4 separate regions of the Mus musculus genome follow, and regions 1, 2 and 4 are each linked to region 3. The links are chromatin contacts, called in public HiChIP or PLAC-seq and promoter capture Hi-C maps. All regions are on one chromosome and are shown on one strand. The core of a region is the stretch at or near the end of the contact, and the rest is flanking DNA. Distances in the headings are between cores, read along the strand shown.

Region 1 (4,416 bases), core at 1,607-4,106, 300 kb after region 3:
TACTTCTTTATGATTTCCGCTACTGGGGAAGTGTAGGCAGTGCTGGTCCCTAGATTAAGGACTTGTCCTCTATTATCAAACCTGAGAAGGAACCTGCAGAGCAAACCCCAAGAGTGCTAAGCAAAAAACGTCCCTCAAGTGATACAGACCTGTCCCACCAGCAATCATTCCCAATTTCTTCGCCACTCGCAGTTCAGGTGGAGATTTTTTGTTGGGCTGAATATTAAAATTCCCTGGGAAGCCAAGTGCAGAATTAGAGTCAATTTAAAACAGGAACTAAGTAAACAAACAGAACAGAAAGCATGCCCTAGGCTGTTTAGCAGCTGCTATGAAATCTGATCCTGGCACGGGCTTGAGTGGAGGTTTGAGTTTAACAGACCGGGACAATTACTCAGGAAGGACAATGGCGCTGGGATGTCTGTCTGCTTCTCAGTCAGTGCAGGCACAGAAGCCACACTTAAGGGCCCAGTGATCCCACACAGCCTGGAAGATTCAGAGGCAGCGCAGGCAAGGGAGGAGTGCGGAACGAAGACCTCTGGCAGAAGATTGTCCCCTGGTGAAGGTGGTAGGCTTGGGGCCAGGGTGAATTTCCCTAGTGGTCCAGAGCATCACCAGAGACAGGGCACAGTACTCGGGTCGTCTCCATGGGAAGAACTAAAAAGCTTTCTCTTTTGGTCCTTGGCCAGAGGGAAGTCTTTGGTGAAGGAAGGAGAGGCATAGGTTTCCTCTGGTAATCTCCACAGGGTGAAATCTGCCTTTCCATATAGCATGGTTGCTTCAGGAGACTTTGCCCAGGTACACCCATGCACACATGCAGATTCTGGGGGGAAATGGAACAAGGAGGTTGAAGATGGGACTGGGGCTGGGCCTGGGGGCCTTGGACTGTAGGGACAGGAGAAGTGAGACTGTAGGAAGGAAAGGACAGATACTCACCTTTCCCAGCATAACTGAGCAACCCGCTCGGCCCCCGGAACTCCACCATATCCCCAATCTTCAGGCTATCCAGGTATTGAGACATCTTCCCTCCTTCAGGAAATTTGGGGTGCACACCTTTCAGATAAACCTGATGAGGCAGAAAGAAAGAAAATGCCACATTTGAGATGTAATGAAAACCAAATCAGAGCGTATTACACCCATAATCTTTTCTCCCTTCCCTTAGACCCACAAAGGACTCATCATTTCCTGTTGTCAGAGGAATCCAGGAAGCTTCTAAAAATCCCAGAGTCTTTGGATTCCTTTTCTTTTGGCGTCTCTGCGTGTGTATGCACATGTATGCATACACATCTTTCTTGTTCTCGAAAGGCTAGCTTCCCCCCAAACTCTGAGTTTCTAATAATTCTCAGATACCCATTTCCCATTTTCCAGTAGAGACATGCTGAGATTTCAACTTTTACATGAGTCCAAACTGAGGCTTGGATGGCAAGTGCTTTACTCAACAACCCAGCCATCCCCCCAGCTCGGAGATTTCCTTTCTATATACTTACCTTGATGACAAGATCTACATAGCCTTGGTCTTCATCACTGGTGACAGGGGTGTAAGGCCTGATGACCAGACTGCCATCAATTCGGGCAGAGAGGTAGACGTGCTTACCTGGGAACCATGGAGAGAGACACATAAGCTGCAGTCCCACTGAGAGGACCCCTCCGCAGTATCTCCTGCCTCCTCCCACCTTTGAAACTCCCTACTGCCAGGGCCTTAGCAGCAGCAGGTAAGCAGAGGATTTGCATAATGGAAAATTAGTGTTTTCTGGGATAGGAGGCGGGTTATAATAAGTCCTAAGGAAAGAGAGAAGCCTGGAGGTTAGAGATGCGTAGGGGCACAGAAGCCACACCCTAAAAGAGTGGTCCCTCATGGGCTGAAGGATTGACAGAAGGGCAATGGTTTTTCTTAGCAGGAAAACCACCTAAGAAGTGACTCGCCCTCATACGATGCCAAGTAGAGAAGCCCACTCCCTTTTTTCTTACCCACAGGCAGCCCCAGAATGTGGTGGGCGGTGGGCAAGGCAAAGCGGAACCTCCTGGTGTTGTGGCTCACTGTCTAGAGGATAGATGACAAGATGTTTCATCAGGCAGGTCTGGCCTGCCAAGTCTTTTGGAGCAATCCAACCACTCTCGATGCTATCCCTCAAACTAAGTATCCACTCTCTGCCCTAGCCCACTTCTTCACAACTTACCGTCTTGTCTAGCAATCGCAGCAGGTACTTCTCATCCGGGTCCTGGAGAGTAACCTGCGGCCGGCGGGATCTTCGAACCAAGTAGGTACCCAGAGCCAGGCCGAGCAGAGTAAGCAGCCCCACCCCCAGAGAGGCTAGCAAGACCGGGCTCTGTGGATAGAGGAGGAAGCGTGATCGCCACGCTGAGGAAGTGCCAGGGTGTGGGTGGAGGACCAGGAGTAGCGATCCTGAGCTCCAGCGAGAAAGCATGCCAAAACCTCAGAAGCAAGCGGAGCAGTGAACTCAGCCCGCAGCTCGTGCAGCGAGACTCCAGCATCCAAGGTGGGTATGGCACAGCCCCGCGGGGCAGACTGCCCAGAACCAGCTGAGGCGGTGACCCCGGGCTCAGGGCACAGAACGAGGGTCTTACCGGCTGGATCCCCATGACCTAGAGGTGCGTCCCGCTCCGGTGGGGCGGAAAGATCCCACAATGCGCCGCGGGGCGGGCCCGGAGGCGGAGCTCTCCGGGGCGTGGTCTATGGAGGAGGGCCTGACTGAGGCAGGACTAGCGGGGACTATGCCCCCCCCTCTTCCGTGCGGAGTAGGTGGTCCAAGGGCGTGGGTATCTTGGCCGTCTCAGGCCCTCCTTTTGAGAGCTTTCTTCTCTCTGCAACTTAGACCTACCCCAAAGGATGACAGTTTTGTCTGACATGGAGCCAGGCTAATTAGCATGATGAGAAATCTCGCCGGTCTGAGAGTCTCACGGAGAGTGGAATGTTGAGCCACGCACAGGCTTAAAATAGAACAGGAAGCTTTCAGATGAAAGTTCTTGTTTTTTTTTTTTTTTTCTTCCCCAAACAGGCTACTTTGCCAGACAATTGAAATGCCTAGCTGTTGTGTCCGGCCAGCAGACCACAACCTGGGTTCTAGCCTGGAAAGGCATTTTGGAAACCTGGAAGAGAAGAGGGGCTAGGTGGCGAGAGAAAAGAATGTAGCCAAGACAGTTACTCTGATCAAGGCTCAAATTTTATTGTTGCGACACTAGTTATGAAGGAAGGGGGAGGGGACCCGATTCCCGCCGAATAATCTCGGGTCCAGTAGAAAGGTGCACGTGTGTGGCTCCTCAGGTTCCAGCAGTGGGCGTGGTAGAACGAATGAGCAGGAAGCTCCACCCCGAGCAAGCAGGTTTCAGGCTGGGGGAGGGGAGACTACATCTCCTCCCTTTTATTAACAAAATTAAAAAAAAAAGAAAAAGCTGGCCTGAGGGGGGAAAATTATCTATGCTCAATAGTTCTGCCTGGAATCTAGGGCTAAAAAAAAACTTGCTTCACTGGGATTCTATAACCTTTCTTATGGTAAACTGTATCTGGCTTAAGACTGTCCTTTCTTATCTTAGTGAACAACTAACTGAAAAGCCTGGAGCTGTAGGCTCTGACTTTATAATGCTAATTAGTACTTGGTAGGTAACTTTCTAGTTGAATTTTAAGTAGGGCGTTGGAACTTTGGCTAAGTTTGACTGAACAAATGTGAAATACACTATAATAACACTAAGTTGATATTTCTCCGCTTTTTTGGATGATAGGTGGGAAACAGGGAGAAGGAGTGACCGGCTCTTGTAGTACAAGGCCAATTGGCCTTTTTATTTGGGTGGGAGGCAGTGAAGGGCTTGCCCTTTCAATAGTACGTCTCCAATCTCTCTCCCCCCTATTAATTAAGTTAAATAAGGCAACGCTTAACTGAGGTGATCAAATGATTTTCTCATCCGTAGATGAGTGGGCTTTTAACCTTGGCTTGGGTGGACATGGACCCGATTCCTCCCGTGGGTAAAACCCACACATGTGGCTCTTGGTACCTTTTGGGGAGGCGAGGTAGAGCCGGAGAATATTTTTTATTTTTAACCAAAATTTGGTACCAACCTCTTTCAAACCGGGTTTATCTCACAGGAAACTCAGAAATGGTCAAGCCGGACCTTCCCTTGCAGTAAGTATCTCTGCACCAAGCGGTGCCCATACTGAATTTGTACAATCACAAACCAGTATGCACAGTTCTGAGTGCTGTGCAGCTCCTAAAGGAGAATTATCAACCTCAGAATTAGCAAAGCCTAAGCAAGAATTATGTCGTTAATAACACCACGATTTGTGGGTAAAATAGGAGCTGGAAGTCGTTCCTCCTCATCCCTGTTTTTTCCACAGCCTATTGAGCTAAGGACACCTTGCAGTAACAGCAAGGGTGAAAAGCCAGAGGTCAGCTAAGGGGCTAAGCC
Region 2 (4,138 bases), core at 120-2,619, 420 kb before region 3:
AATGGGCGAGCAACCTTCAAATGAGCATTATTTGGTTTGGTTTTTCCAGGCCTTGTGGATTCAGTTGTTAGAACTGGACAGGAAAGAAGGAAGGGAAGGGACGGTGATCCAGGCCTAGGAAGATCCTCCCTGTGAAAGATCTCACCTCTCCTGCAGCCGCACATGCTTCTTGGCTGGAGCTTTGGTGGGTGGAGGCTGAGTCATGTCTGCCCCCAAAGACAAGGTCGGCAGCTGTGCTCTGGAGCGCCCCTCACAGGCCTGGACCATGCTGGGGTAGGTTGCTGGGCCCAAGGGAGGCTCATTCAGCCATGAGGCATGCCTGAAAGACAAGGTCCCGCGAAGGCCTCATTAGCTAGAAGAAGGCTTCTAGTCCAGGCCAGCCAGCTATTCCCTCAAGCAAGCGGCCCAACAGCTCTCTGTTGGGATGCAGGATAGAGGACAGTTAGGGGTTAGAGTAGAAGGAAGGTACTAGAGAGAATACAGGTATGGGGAAGATAGGAAGGAATCCAGAAGGAGGAAGAGAGAGGATACCCAAGTCCACAGGGCTCTAAGCTGGGGTCTGCATGAGGCCAACAGCCTGCTAACCACACAGAAGGAAAGGGAGAAAGCATACAGCTCTCTGAGTCTAGCCAGCTAGCAGGCTTCTCTATAATGAGAAATGGAGGCCTTGAGAAGCACTGGATCCAGTCAGGGATCCAGGCACGCTCCAACTTCTAGAAGGGTCTTCTCATTGTCGGCAGTTCCACTCCAAGATCAGTTGTGGCTCCTGGGGTCTCTGTCTAGGGCGGTAGCCCAGGGGTGTTTCCTCCCTCCTCCTTCCCATCCCCCAGTCTCCCGCCTCTGCAACCGTCACAGGAAATGGCCTCATCAAACCCTAGAGCGCCAGCGCATGGTGAGGCTACAGCTGGGGGTACAAGAGAGAGGGGGCATAGAGGTGATGAGGGCATCACCTTTTGGGGGCAGCCCCTGTCTCTCAGAGCTAAGGCATGGGTGACGTGGTGGTGGGGTTAGAGTCGCTAACCCATGGGGACAGAGCTTTGGGAGCAGTGTGGGCCCATGCAGGTGTGGCTGGGACAGTACTTGCCCACAACAGGAAGGGGCCTTTAGCCTCTCCTCTCCTGGCACTCTGTGTGGCTTCTTAGCCCTCCAGTCACAGGGACACCAGATATGTCACTTCTCATGCCCTGGCCAGGCATGGGAGCCCCAAACTCAATGCTTCTTCAACCCATCCTTGGAGCCCCCCATCCCACCCCAGGGCCATAGGATGTCTGTACTCACTTCAAGTACTTACTGAAGAAGCTATGTCCCCCAGGCTGCCTCTTGCCAGCTGTCTGTCAGTCCGTCTATCTTTGAGGACTGAGAGGTTTCAGGAAGCCAGCTTCCTCCCTCCGCCCCTCCTGGCTTCCACCCACGCACACCCAACTGCGGGCTGCCCTTCTGTGCCTGCCACAAGCTGCCACCAGGGGTCGGGTGCATCCTTCCTGTGCCCTCTAAGAGCAAGCGGCTGCTGTCCCGCCACCCTCACTGGATGCCAAGGCTCTGGGAAGCGGCGAGAGATGAGGCCTTCCCTGACCACCTCGGGCCTCCTCCTCTGGGTCCTCATCAAGTGCTGTCCCCCACCCCCACCTCTTCCTTGATAGCCATGGGGAACCTTCTGCTGCTCTTCTGGTTGTGACCTTGGCTAGAGACTTATTTCCACTTCTCAGCTTCTGCCCCTGTAAGCTTTGTTGCTTCAAAGCCTGGGAATTCAGGGCCAAACCCAGACCCCCAAACAGAGCAGATGTGTCACAGAGGTGCCATAGGGGGTGGCAGGGAAGAGGAGGCAGGAGTCCTTGCTCTGTACAGGAAGGAGAGGCCAGGGCTAGGCAGGAAAGCTTCTTTCCAACTCCCTGGCCCCTCAGCCTGCAGACATAGGCTTGTCACCAGAGAACAAGTATCAGAGCTTAACTGGAGAGGACTCTGGGGTGGCTTCCATAGCAGCCCCTCAGACTACCCCTCTGGGAGTGTCTTAGAACCCTGTATCTCCTCTGAAGACTTACAGATAGGTGAAGGCTGTGACCCTCACATCAGAGACTTCCCAGGTCCTCTTCACCAGGGGGCCACTTGGATGCTTGGGGTGTGGAAAGGGAGCAGTCCCCAAGTCTAGAACTCCACACACCCCCTACCCCCGCCTGGCTTTGCTAGGCCATTCGCTGGCCCTCAGCCCAACTGGTTCGTGGTTCATGCTTGCTTGCAAGACTCCTTCACTCTGTAATGTTCCCCAAAGCGTTCCTGGGCCCCACTGCTTGAATTCCACATCCTCTCTCTCTTCCTCCCACTTCTCCGATTCAACTGTCAAACGGGTGACACCGAAAAAGAGCTGCTGTGCAGTAAGCACAGGGATGGCACCTGAGGGGGGGGGAGGGGCTGCCCTTCTCTGGCCCACGGGGAGGAGGGGAGGACCAGGAAGAGCCTTTGAAGTCCTAGGGCTTGGGGCACCTGTCTTTGTTCTTGGCTGTAAGTCAGAGGGTGGTTCTCCCAGCCTCTCCATGGCTGGTTGGTTGGTTCTGGCTCCCTTTTCTCTGTGCCTGCTCTCCTGAGAGGACTAGGTGGGATTTCCTGAGGGGGAAGCTCAGTGGAGTTGGGAAGTGGTTGGCCCTGATGCCAGGATGAGATGACAGCAGCAGGAGCCTGGGAATCCCTGCACACCCGAGCACAGGGACAGGGAGACTGGGCTCTGCCTGGACCTCCCCACAGGAGCGTCTGCCCTGGCAGATAGTGGAGGGAGTGGGAGCAGAGTGGAAAGAGAGCCACCCGCCCTGGGGCCAGCTGTTGATTAGGATCAAGAAAAGGAAGTGAGGATACCACAGGGGCGGGGAGAAGGAAGTAGGCAAAGCCCTCCCCCACCGGTCTGCCTAGCATCCTCAGTTCACAGTGTTAGCCTGCTGGCTGTGAGCACACCTCTTGACCCTCACAGTGAGGACCCGGTGGGGTTCTAGAAGTTGGAAGATGAGCTCTTGGGTAAAGAGCAAAGGAGGCTGGGAGATGGGGAAGGAAGTTGGTGGGGCAAAAGGGTCAATCAAGGCAGGAAACAAGACTCTGAGGCTCTGTCCAGGTCTCTAGATGGCTTCTCACTTTCCTGCCTCTTCTATCTGTTCTTCCCATCCCTGGGGGGCGGTGGGTTGGGGGGATTGGTCTTTCTGACTGGGAATTAGGATCCAGTACTGTCCACTTTAGAGAATGTAAAGTCCTGTTTGGAAGCCTAGTGAGCAAGCAGACACTTAGTGGTCATGTGACCTTGGCCAAGTTCCCTGAGTCTCAGGTTCCCCACCAGCCTCCTCCTTCCCTCCCTCCCTCCCTCCCTCCCTCCCTCCCTCCCTCCCTCCCTCCCTCCCTCCCTCCCTCCCTCCCTCCCTCCCTCCCTCCCTCCCTCCCTCCCTCCCTCCCTTCTTGTCAGGAAGACAGAGCCCTGTGAAGTACTTTGTCCACAGCCCCAGCACTTGGAAAGTCTGGAACTGAGAGCTAGGGAGCCTCACCTGGTGGTGGAAGTGGAAGGGAGGCTGAGTCTGTCTGTCTGTCTGTCTAGGCTCTTCCTTCTTCCCCTTCCTTTTTCCAGTCAGCCATCATCTTTTTTTTTTTTTTTTTTTTTTTTTTGGGAAGTTCCACTCAGGCAGTGGAGAGAGTCTAGGAGTCACTCCCAGCAGCCCGGCATGGGCAAAGTTCCTCATTTCAAAATGCGCAGAGAATGGCGGTCATGCCTAGACCCTGGCCAGGGGTGGAGAGGAGCAAGACTCCCACCTGGAGCCTCACCTGTGGTCCTATGGCTAGCCTAAGATTTCTCCCTCCCTGCCTCTCTCCCCTTGATACCGGGCTTCTTCTCTCCACTTCCATCCCAGGGGCCAGGAGCCACAACTCCCATAGCTAGTGCTGCTGAAGTTCCCAGAAGTCCTTGTGCACTGCAGCTCTTGGGGAACCAGATAGCTGCCAGTCCCCAAAGGCTAAAGCTGTCACCCTGTAACATTCTGGGATGCTCTGGGTGGATACAGACAGGATGAGAAGTCCCAGGATGGGAGGTGGCTGTTCCTGACTGCCTCCATCCCCCTCAAATACTGAGGCAGCTCTTCCTTCTCATCCCTGCAAGCCTAGGCTTGTCCTTGGT
Region 3 (4,478 bases), core at 661-3,160:
CTTGGTACTCAGCAAGCACCAATCCTGACCTCTGGCCATACGACTTCAGAGATGAATGGGTTCCGGGGCATCCTCCAGCTGGACTTTCCTCATATACAGATGAGGAAGGCAAGGAAGGGTATTTCCCAAGGTCACATAAGATCGTGCAAATGGGAATTGAAGCCTGGGACTCAGCCTAACTTTCTCCTCTTTTCCCAGGAGTCTTCCTAAAGTACCCGAGACCCAGCGCCAGGCTAGGGACTTATCTCAGCTGAAGTCCCAACAGGTTCTCCCCAAGAACACCTCGGTCTTCCATGCAGGCAGTCCAGGCTGTGCAATGGGCTGGTATAGCTCCCACTAGAGAGCTTTCTACCAAGGAAGGATTCTTGAGGTAGCGGACAGCAGAGAAGACAGCATGACCTTGGGAGGCCTCTGAGTCTCCTGTCTATCCCAGGGACCCTCTTCCCCAGTGAAAATTATGTCCTGTGCAGAGGGTGGGCAGTTCTGGGCTAACAGTGGCCTGTCAGGCCTGGAGACTCTGTAAGGAACAGTGATGGAGGTAATAGACTGTAGGCCTCAGTCCACTTGGAAGGCTAAATAAGGAACTACATACTCAGGGGCTAGCCTTCTGTACCGTTTCCCCTTCAGTTGGGACAGGAGGTATCAGGATGGGAAAGACTCAGATCCTCGATGTGCCAAACCCCCATTTCCACGTCTGGAGACTAAGGCCTAGGAGAGTAAATGAGTTACTCAAGGTCAGCCAAAGGGGCAGAATGCCTTCTGATGCCCCCTGAGGTTCCAGGTTCTGAGTCTCACACTGTTGCCCTTCCAAGTGTGCACAGGGCTCTCTGCAGAGGCCAAGAATCAAAGGCAGTGAATTCCCAGGCACGGAACGCTTGGCAGACTTAGTCACGGACTCGGTTCACCGGACTGGACGGCCTTCCTCCTCCTCTTCCCCATCTCCCCACCATCACTCCTGTGTGGTGCACCACTCCCCTACATCAGACTGAGACTCCCAGAGGTACACCATTGGTCCAAGGTCACACAGCAAACCAGCAGAGCGCCACTGCCCACTCTCCCATCCGTGGCCGCTTGCCAGGATCCTTGAAAACCCCCATCCCTCCAATGCACAAAGCCACGGCACTGGTTGGAGAATGAAAAAGTTCTCGGGAGAGAACGGGGCACAAAACATGTCCGCAGATTCTGGTCTGGATAGACCAGGCCGAGGAGTGCCAGCACCCCCACTGCGCGCCACTCTGCGCCAGGGGGCTCCAAAGCTCCGAGCACATGGGATCCACCAACTCATTCTCACTGCAGCGGGGGCACGCAGGGTCCCCCACTCTCTCTCTCTCTCTCTCTCTCTCTCTCTCTCTCTCTCTCTCTCTCTCTCTCTGCACATGCTTCTCACCACACACCCACTGCATCCACCCTCCAGGGCACCTCTTCCTGGGATGAGCTGTGAGTGCCCTCGCTCCCTAGCTAGCTCCCTGTCCCAGTACAGAGCGCTATCCTGTGCTCAGCACTAGAACAGGTCTAGGTGGAGGGGTTCCTGGGATATTCAGGACATCTCCCCCGGGACAAAGAAGTGGATTTCGGGAGCCCGATCTCACCAAGGGCTGATCCTGCACTTAGTTTATGCCTCAGCAAGTGCTGAACCCTGAAAGTCATGGTCTCATTTGGTGATCCAGCCTCCCAGGGGTCCAACACCAGGCCCTGGAAAGCTGCTGGTGTCCTGGGTGTGGCCTCACTTGGGACTGCGGGACATGGGATGCCCTCGCAGGGCTCCCTGCCTGGGCTCCCTCTTACCCGGGGACGGTCCGGGAGCCGATTCGGCGTGGGCTGGTGCAGAAGGCAGCGGGAGTCTGCCGCCCCGAAGTCCAGGTCCCCTCTTCCCACTCCCGCGCCGGCCAGCGCTGCGGCTCTCCTCCCGCTCCCTCGCTCGCGCGCTCTGCAGTAGTAACAACCTGATCCGCTTCCCCCGCCCGCCAATTGAGATGCGCCTCACATCCGCCTGCACACGCGCGTGCGGCCCCTCGGAGGCGATCCCCGATCCAGATCCTGGATCTCGGGGAGCAGGGACCTGTCCTGGTAGCCCACACCCTGTTCTTGAGTCAGGACAGTCCGCGGAGGGTGGCTGAGAAGGGGCCGCCCCGGGAAGATGCTGCTTGGAGTCACCGGGCAGAGGGGTTTAGCCGCATGCGGTCATTTCAGAAGTTGCAGGCTGGGCGGCTCAGACCCCGGAACCGCATGGGGCTCCCCCCTGCCTCTGCGGAGAATCCCCACCACGCGCGCAGTGCCCTCCTACAACACTCCCCACCTGCCCCGCTTCTGCAAGCTTTTCCGGGAGCTTCTCGGCGCTCAAGAGTGGCTGGGGGAGGGGAATGAGAGAGGGGGACCTCCGCCTGACTGAACCGCAGGGGAGAGGAGAGAGGGGTGACGCGCTTCAGGGATACAGATTAAAGGCTTTCCTGAGTCAAGAGAAAAAAAGGGAGGGGGAACAAAAGGGGGACACCGAAGGGAGGAAAGGAGGGGAAGTGGTCCGGGGGCCACTGCACCAGGTCTCTGGAGGGTGGAGTCAGGACAGGGTGTGGGGTCTTTCCATAGGTAGCTATGGGAGGGGCGACGACACACGGAAGCTACCCGTAAAAGGGTTGTATCTTGGAGCCCTTCCTGCTTGCCCCAAATCTTGCTTTCTTCTTCTTGGGCAAGGGTTTCCACAAACCCTGAGTGGGGACACTGAGTAAGAGTGGCAGGGAGGCTTGAAACTATGGTGCCCCCTCATCCCCAGTGCCTTGGTCTGACCCTTGCGCCTCACCCTCGGTCCCCAACTCCCCTGCTGCTAAGACCTCAGCATCCCAGTCCCCAAGTGGAGTGTCCAGCTTACCCAGCCCAGCCCAGCCCACCTTTGCTCGTCTGGACTGGCTTGCTTGCTCCACCCTCTGCGGCAACACCTCTTTCTCTTTCCCTCCTGTTCTGTACACTCAAACAGGAATCAAGTTCAAGACCTGATGCAGGAAGTGATGAGGTGTGTGTGTGTGTGTGTGTGTGTGTGTGTGTGTGTGTGTGTTGTTGTTGTTGTTGTTGTTGTTGTTGTTGTTGTTGTTGTTGTTTTGTGTTTCCCATGGGCATACCTGGAAGAGACAGGAAATTACTAAACTACCATCAACCCCTTCTTCCTTCCCTCCCAGTCCTCACAGGCTGTAATGCTCCGGCAGGCAGCATGGCTGCTTTTTGTAGGGCTAGCGACTCAGTTTAGAATGGTGACTGCTTGCTGTAGGCCCGAGGCTACAGAAGAGCTGGTCTGGGGATTCCATGCAGCAGGGCTGGGCAGGAGCATGTCCCTGGACATCTGACAGGGGCTGCCCACAGTGCTGGGAAGGCTGTTCCCAGGTGTTCATTCTCCAGAGAGAAAGGGTGGCCTGGGGTCAAGAGCTCAAGGTCAGACTATAAGTAGTACTAGGAGTCTTCCCGTACCCATGCCTGCCCATGCCACCCCCAGATCTGAGAACTGCTCCCTGTGAGTGGGCAGGCTGAAGAAGTGTAAGGGGCCTGCTCCTCCACGGGGGTAACAGCACCCCTCTTTGATTTCCACCAATGAGGGAGGCTCAGTAGGTTGCATTCAGGTTAGACTGCAGGATTTCCTTTAGCTAAGCGTACCTAACAGCATCCTGCCTTAGGAGAACCCACACCTTCAGGATGGGAATGGGTAAATGTGATGATTCTCGGATGGATAAATGGGCACTACCACATGAATTGGAAGATGCCCTGGGCCTTCCTCAAAACTGCTGCCAGGCAGGAGGGTCTGAGGCAGAGATGGAGTCCGTCTATAAAGCTATGTCCACACTTTCTAGAAATACCTGTTATGTTCACAGACTGCCACCATGGGCCTGTCCCTTCCTGGGGTGGAGGGACAGTGGACTTCTATTGGTGGCATCTATGCAGATGGGGCAGGTCCTCTGAGAAAGGCATCTATAGTTGGCTCCCTTCCCTGGCAGGGGTGGTAACAATGAACCTTACAACTTTGATCTCTTAATCCATGTAGACCATCTCTGGAGGCTTCGGAGCAAGACAAGGCTATTTCAGGAGTCATGGTGGCTCAGAGGTGGGCCTTGTGATTCCGGATGCTGATCTTCCCTAATCCACATGGCCTGGGTACATATCTATACCTTCTCCCTCCTCCCTGTGCTCCTCCCATCCTTTTCCCACTCTCCAGTTTCAGCTGGTTCTGCCCTGGCCCACATCCCTGCTCAGATGTCTTCACTGCCCTGCAGGACCTGAAAGGACCATGCTCTGCCCTGTTCAGTACCTTTACACATGTTGCTCTCTCAGAGCAGGGCACGCTCTTTCCCCTCACAGTCTCACCATGTAGGCCACACCTCCAGCAGCTAGCCTCAGTGCCCTGCCCCTCCCCTTGTCCTTACCTGTTTCCATCCCCTTTATTCTGTCTTCTCCACAGGAGGCCTTCCTGTTGAGTCTGGCCTCCAGGCACAGAAAATCCT
Region 4 (3,871 bases), core at 919-3,418, 400 kb before region 3:
AGAAACAAAAGTAACAAAAAAACCCTAAGTAACAAAAGGGGGCGCTGGGCTGTCAGAAGCTCAATGGGCACCAGTGCTTGGTGCCAAACCTGATAACCTGGGCTCAATCTCTGGGACACATATGGTGATGGAGAGAATGGACTCCCACCGATTGGTCTCTGGTTACATACTTACGTCATGTGCCATGGCACATGTGCCCATGCTACCCTTACACAAAATGTGTGTGTGTGTGTGTGTGTGTGTGTGTGTGCCTGCATGTATGTCTGTGTGAGAGTGTCAGATCTTGGAGATACAGTTGTGAGTTGCCACGTGGTTGCTGGGAATTGAACCTGTGTCCTCTGGAAGAGCAGTGCTCTTAACCACTGAACCGTCTCTACAATCATACCCATACACAAGACAAGTGTACTTAAAAAAAAAGTGGGGCTTTCTACTAGCGAGGAGCTTTCCCAAAGTGAGAATGGGTTCTTGTGACCCCCTAGGACTGAACATTAATGTTTTCTTCAGTACTGCATTTCTCAGGAGTCCAAGGGTTGGCCCCAGAGTGACTCTCCATCCTGTGGGCAGGCTGGACACTCAGCTCTGAGTTGCCCAAGCCCACTTCAGAAGGCTGCTCCAGAGGTGGAAAGGGGCCCAAGTGTGATTTTCCAGCTTTGGCTGGGGACTTGGAGCAGCATGAATGGTGTGTGTGTGTGTGTGTGTGTGTGTGTGTGTGTGTGTGTGTGTATGAGGGGTTAGAGCCAAGGTGAAGGCAAGGGGTAAGCGAGAGTAAATACAGAGGGGGCTTCTGCTTGCAGGTCTGTGTGGCTGTGGAGGGACCTTCTTACAGGCTCATCTTGTAGTTCTATCACAGCTGCGGCTGGAGCCCTGGAAGCACAGCACAGTTCTTTTGGCTTCTTGGTCTGACTATGCAGCTTCCCCTCTGCGGGCCCTGCGGCGTCCGCAAAGATAGAGAGGGGTTGATGAAGTGTTTGGGATATAGAAGTAAAAGGTGGAGGGTATCTTGGCTACCTCCGTGTGGTCCTCATGGACCATGGGGATCAAACTGCTCCCAACTTGGTCTAGTTCCATCCTGGGGCTTGGCTCAGGGAAAGATCTGGAGACCAGAGAAAGCAAAAGGACACGTGAAGGAAGCACTGCTAGCCCAGGCTGGCCTAAGAAGAGAGCTGAGTCTTGACTCCAGTTTTAGCCACTATTGCCCTTGCTCTCCAAGGTCCTGGGATTATAGATGGATTATAGATGGAATCGGGCCCTTAAGGTGCTTGAGCTGCATCTGTAGTACTGGGCCTCCAGGTGGCGCCAATCAGCCGACTCGCTGGCAAGCTCTGGCAACCAGCTGTGCGGAGGGCAGCCCCTCTGCTGTCCTGGGTCCCGAGATCAAGGTTCAGGGTGATCTCTAGACCTTAGATCTTATAGTCTACATGAGTTCATTTCCATGCCCTGTGCATCAGGTGGAATCTACGCCAGTTGCTTGGTGTTGAGGAGTGGCTCCTCAATGAGGGGGCCCCTCCTCATTCCTACTACCAACCTGCGACCACGTCCTTCCTCCTTGAGACCTTCTTCCTTCCCTGGTCGGAATGGGTGTAAAGGAGTGATCTGGGCACTAGTTCTGAGGCTGTCCCCAACTGCCGTGTGACCTTGAACATCTCTTTCTCTCGGGTCTCTTTTCCCATCAGCCTAAAATCTGGTAGTGGGGCTCAAGTCTGTGGAACTCTCTTTTGTTGTTGTTTTTTTGTTTTGTTTTGTTTTTTGTTTGTTTGTTTCTCCCCTGATGGTCTCTGGTCCCTTGAGACCCTGTGGCTGTTCCCAAAGTCAAAAAGAATTCGACCCCATAGGCCCAGCTCTGGGGCACCCTTTCTAAACAAGTGCAGGTCTCTGATGTGCTGGCCCTTCCTAGCTTTCTTTGGGTTTCTTTGCTTTCTTCACCGCCCCTCTCCTACCCCACGCCCCCGATGAAATTCCTGCCAGCTGGGAAGGAAGGAGGGAAGGGGAGCGAGCCACAGCGTAGAAAGTTTCCTTGACTCCTCCTCCCAGCCCCCCCACCCCACCCCCGTGTCTCCCTCCCTCGCCAAGCCCAGCCTGTGAAACTGAATAACGAAGATCACTCAACAATGCCTGCCCCTCTCTGACTGCACCGTCCCGCCGCCGCTGCCGCCGCCGCGCCCAAGCCAAGTCGAGCGGGGGCGTTGCCCACCGACGGCGCAGCCCTCGGGCCCGCCCGGGACCAGGAGGTGAGCCGCGCGCGCACAACTCCGTGCGCTCGCCCGTCTGAGCGCCCGCCAGGTGCCCCGCAGCCCGCCGCCGAGATGCACAGCCCGCCTGGGCTCCTGGCGCTGTGGCTTTGCGCTGTGCTGTGCGCATCGGCGCGCGCGGGCAGCGACCCCCAGCCTGGCCCGGGGCGTCCCGCCTGCCCGGCTCCCTGCCACTGCCAGGAGGACGGCATCATGCTGTCCGCTGACTGCTCCGAGCTCGGGCTCTCAGTGGTGCCTGCGGACCTGGACCCCCTGACGGCTTACCTGTGAGTACTCACCTGCTGGTACCTGTTATTCGTAATGGCCGCCTGCCCCGCAAACACTCGTTTGGTGCCCTTGGACATGCGCATCCCCAAGAGGGCTCTTCCTTTTCCAAGAGTGAAGGACTGGGAAGCTAGTCTTAGAACTTGGGAAACTGAGGCAAGAAATGAGCCTAGGCCTCCCTGCTACCTTTCCCAGGTGTTTCTCCCCCACCCCTATGGGCTTAATGTGGGACCTGGTGAAGTGCAGTGTGAACGCCAAGCAAGAAAGTGGTGTGTGTGTGTGTGTGTGTGTGTGTGTGTGTGTGTGTGTGTGTGACAGTATATTCTTTTGCTGTCCTCCTCAGAAGAACACTGCCCAGGATTGATGAAGGCAAAAGTTAGTGCTCTGTTAGGAGGTGAGGGAAGTTTGCCCTGGTAGGGATGAAATGGGTTCTTCCACCACAGCAGGAAGCGGCACTGCCCCACTGAGGCAGGGGGCTTTGGTGAAGGGTCCACGCAGCTCTCCTCTCCTTAGTTAGGGACTCTGCCAGTACCATCTTCTTGTGTGGAGGTCTCCTACCCCCTCCCCAGGCCTCCCTGAAGTCTTGTCCCAGGAGGCTGTGTTAGAGACACTAATTTGTGGGCAGGCTTCAAGACTGAAAACCAGAGAACCATTTTTAGAGTCTGAGTTGGGGTGAGGTGGTGCACGAAGGGGACCCTATTGGGGGTAGCCGGCTCAGAATCGGGAGAGCCGGAAGCTGTAGCTGATCACTACCTGGGCAGGAGTGGGTGGGAGCATAGCCCGGACCTCTTGGCCCTGACCCCTGCTGCAGGGAGAGGAAACCCCCTGGCCTCCCCTGCTATCCCTTAGAAGAAGGAGAGAAGGTGGGAAGATCTGGGTAGAAAGTCTGGCCAGAGCTCCCTCAGGCCTGAGAGAGGCTCTCTCGGCTTTGGGATCCTAGAATTGAGGATCGCTGAGGAAGAGGCAGCCGGGCTTGTTCCCAGAGGCTCGGCAATAGAGCTGGTGGGGCCAGGGTGCGATGAGAGGGTGGTGTCCTGGTAAAAGTGGGGGATCCTGAACTAGTGCCCCTTGTGGGGCTCCTTCCATATCGCGATTACCTCCCCGCCCCCATATCCTTCTTCACTCCAAAAGAAACAGTTGTGGGAACAGAAACACCCATATTCCAGAAGGACAAACCAAGTCCTGTACAGCCCCTAGGGGTGATGGGAGAGGTGGGCACAGGTATTCACAGCAGAGCTGTGAGGGTGCCCAGCACCAAGCAGAGAGCAGCAGGTCTGGGCCCACCGCCATCACACCCCAGAAATTCCATTTCTAGCAGTTTAATACATTAGGGGTCTATGACACTGTTTCTTTGGAAG

What was found. Promoter capture Hi-C pulls out the DNA fragments that hold promoters and counts their contacts. HiChIP or PLAC-seq counts read pairs in DNA pulled down with a chosen protein or histone mark.
Region 1: a contact with region 3 is called in a promoter capture Hi-C map of second pharyngeal arch cranial neural crest. The contact joins the promoter of Cyb5r1 here to the promoter of Syt2 in region 3. A contact is called at or near these places in 2 of 39 promoter capture datasets (cranial neural crest and second pharyngeal arch cranial neural crest) and 2 of 115 datasets of contacts at active chromatin or transcription factors (embryonic stem cells and pancreatic cancer cells).
Region 2: an H3K4me3 HiChIP or PLAC-seq map of pro-B cells shows a contact between it and region 3, with 4 times the contacts expected there. The contact joins the promoter of Ptpn7 here to the promoter of Syt2 in region 3. A contact is called at or near these places in 2 of 39 promoter capture datasets (the 3T3-L1 cell line and stem cell-derived epiblast-like cells), 3 of 484 Hi-C or Micro-C datasets (embryonic fibroblasts, embryonic stem cells and nephron progenitors), 6 of 115 datasets of contacts at active chromatin or transcription factors (embryonic stem cells, pancreatic cancer cells, pro-B cells and 1 more) and 1 of 9 other capture datasets (embryonic stem cells).
Region 4: an H3K4me3 HiChIP or PLAC-seq map of embryonic stem cells shows a contact between it and region 3, with 5 times the contacts expected there. The contact joins the promoter of Lgr6 here to the promoter of Syt2 in region 3. A contact is called at or near these places in 2 of 39 promoter capture datasets (the 3T3-L1 cell line and embryonic stem cells), 1 of 15 datasets of contacts at CTCF or cohesin (stem cell-derived epiblast-like cells), 3 of 484 Hi-C or Micro-C datasets (all in embryonic stem cells), 11 of 115 datasets of contacts at active chromatin or transcription factors (embryonic forebrain, embryonic stem cells, large pre-B cells and 1 more) and 1 of 9 other capture datasets (embryonic stem cells).

The regions. Positions count from the first base shown.
Region 1 is chr1:134,404,221-134,408,636 of GRCm38.p6, reverse strand. Cyb5r1 (cytochrome b5 reductase 1) reads right to left here and starts at 2,856. Exons shown (of 9, transcript NM_028057.3): 1 at 2,584-2,856; 2 at 2,175-2,324; 3 at 1,966-2,038; 4 at 1,485-1,591; 5 at 934-1,063; 6 at 150-233. The coding sequence starts at 2,598.
Region 2 is chr1:135,129,931-135,134,068 of GRCm38.p6, reverse strand. Ptpn7 (protein tyrosine phosphatase, non-receptor type 7) reads right to left here and starts at 1,369. Exons shown (of 10, transcript NM_177081.4): 1 at 1,279-1,369; 2 at 146-319. The coding sequence starts at 267. It also overlaps the pseudogene Ptprv.
Region 3 is chr1:134,706,732-134,711,209 of GRCm38.p6, reverse strand. It overlaps Syt2 (synaptotagmin II), which reads right to left and starts at 1,910. Exons shown (of 9, transcript NM_001355726.1): 1 at 1,786-1,910.
Region 4 is chr1:135,103,573-135,107,443 of GRCm38.p6, reverse strand. It overlaps Lgr6 (leucine-rich repeat-containing G protein-coupled receptor 6), which reads left to right and starts at 2,168. Exons shown (of 18, transcript NM_001033409.3): 1 at 2,168-2,515. The coding sequence starts at 2,304.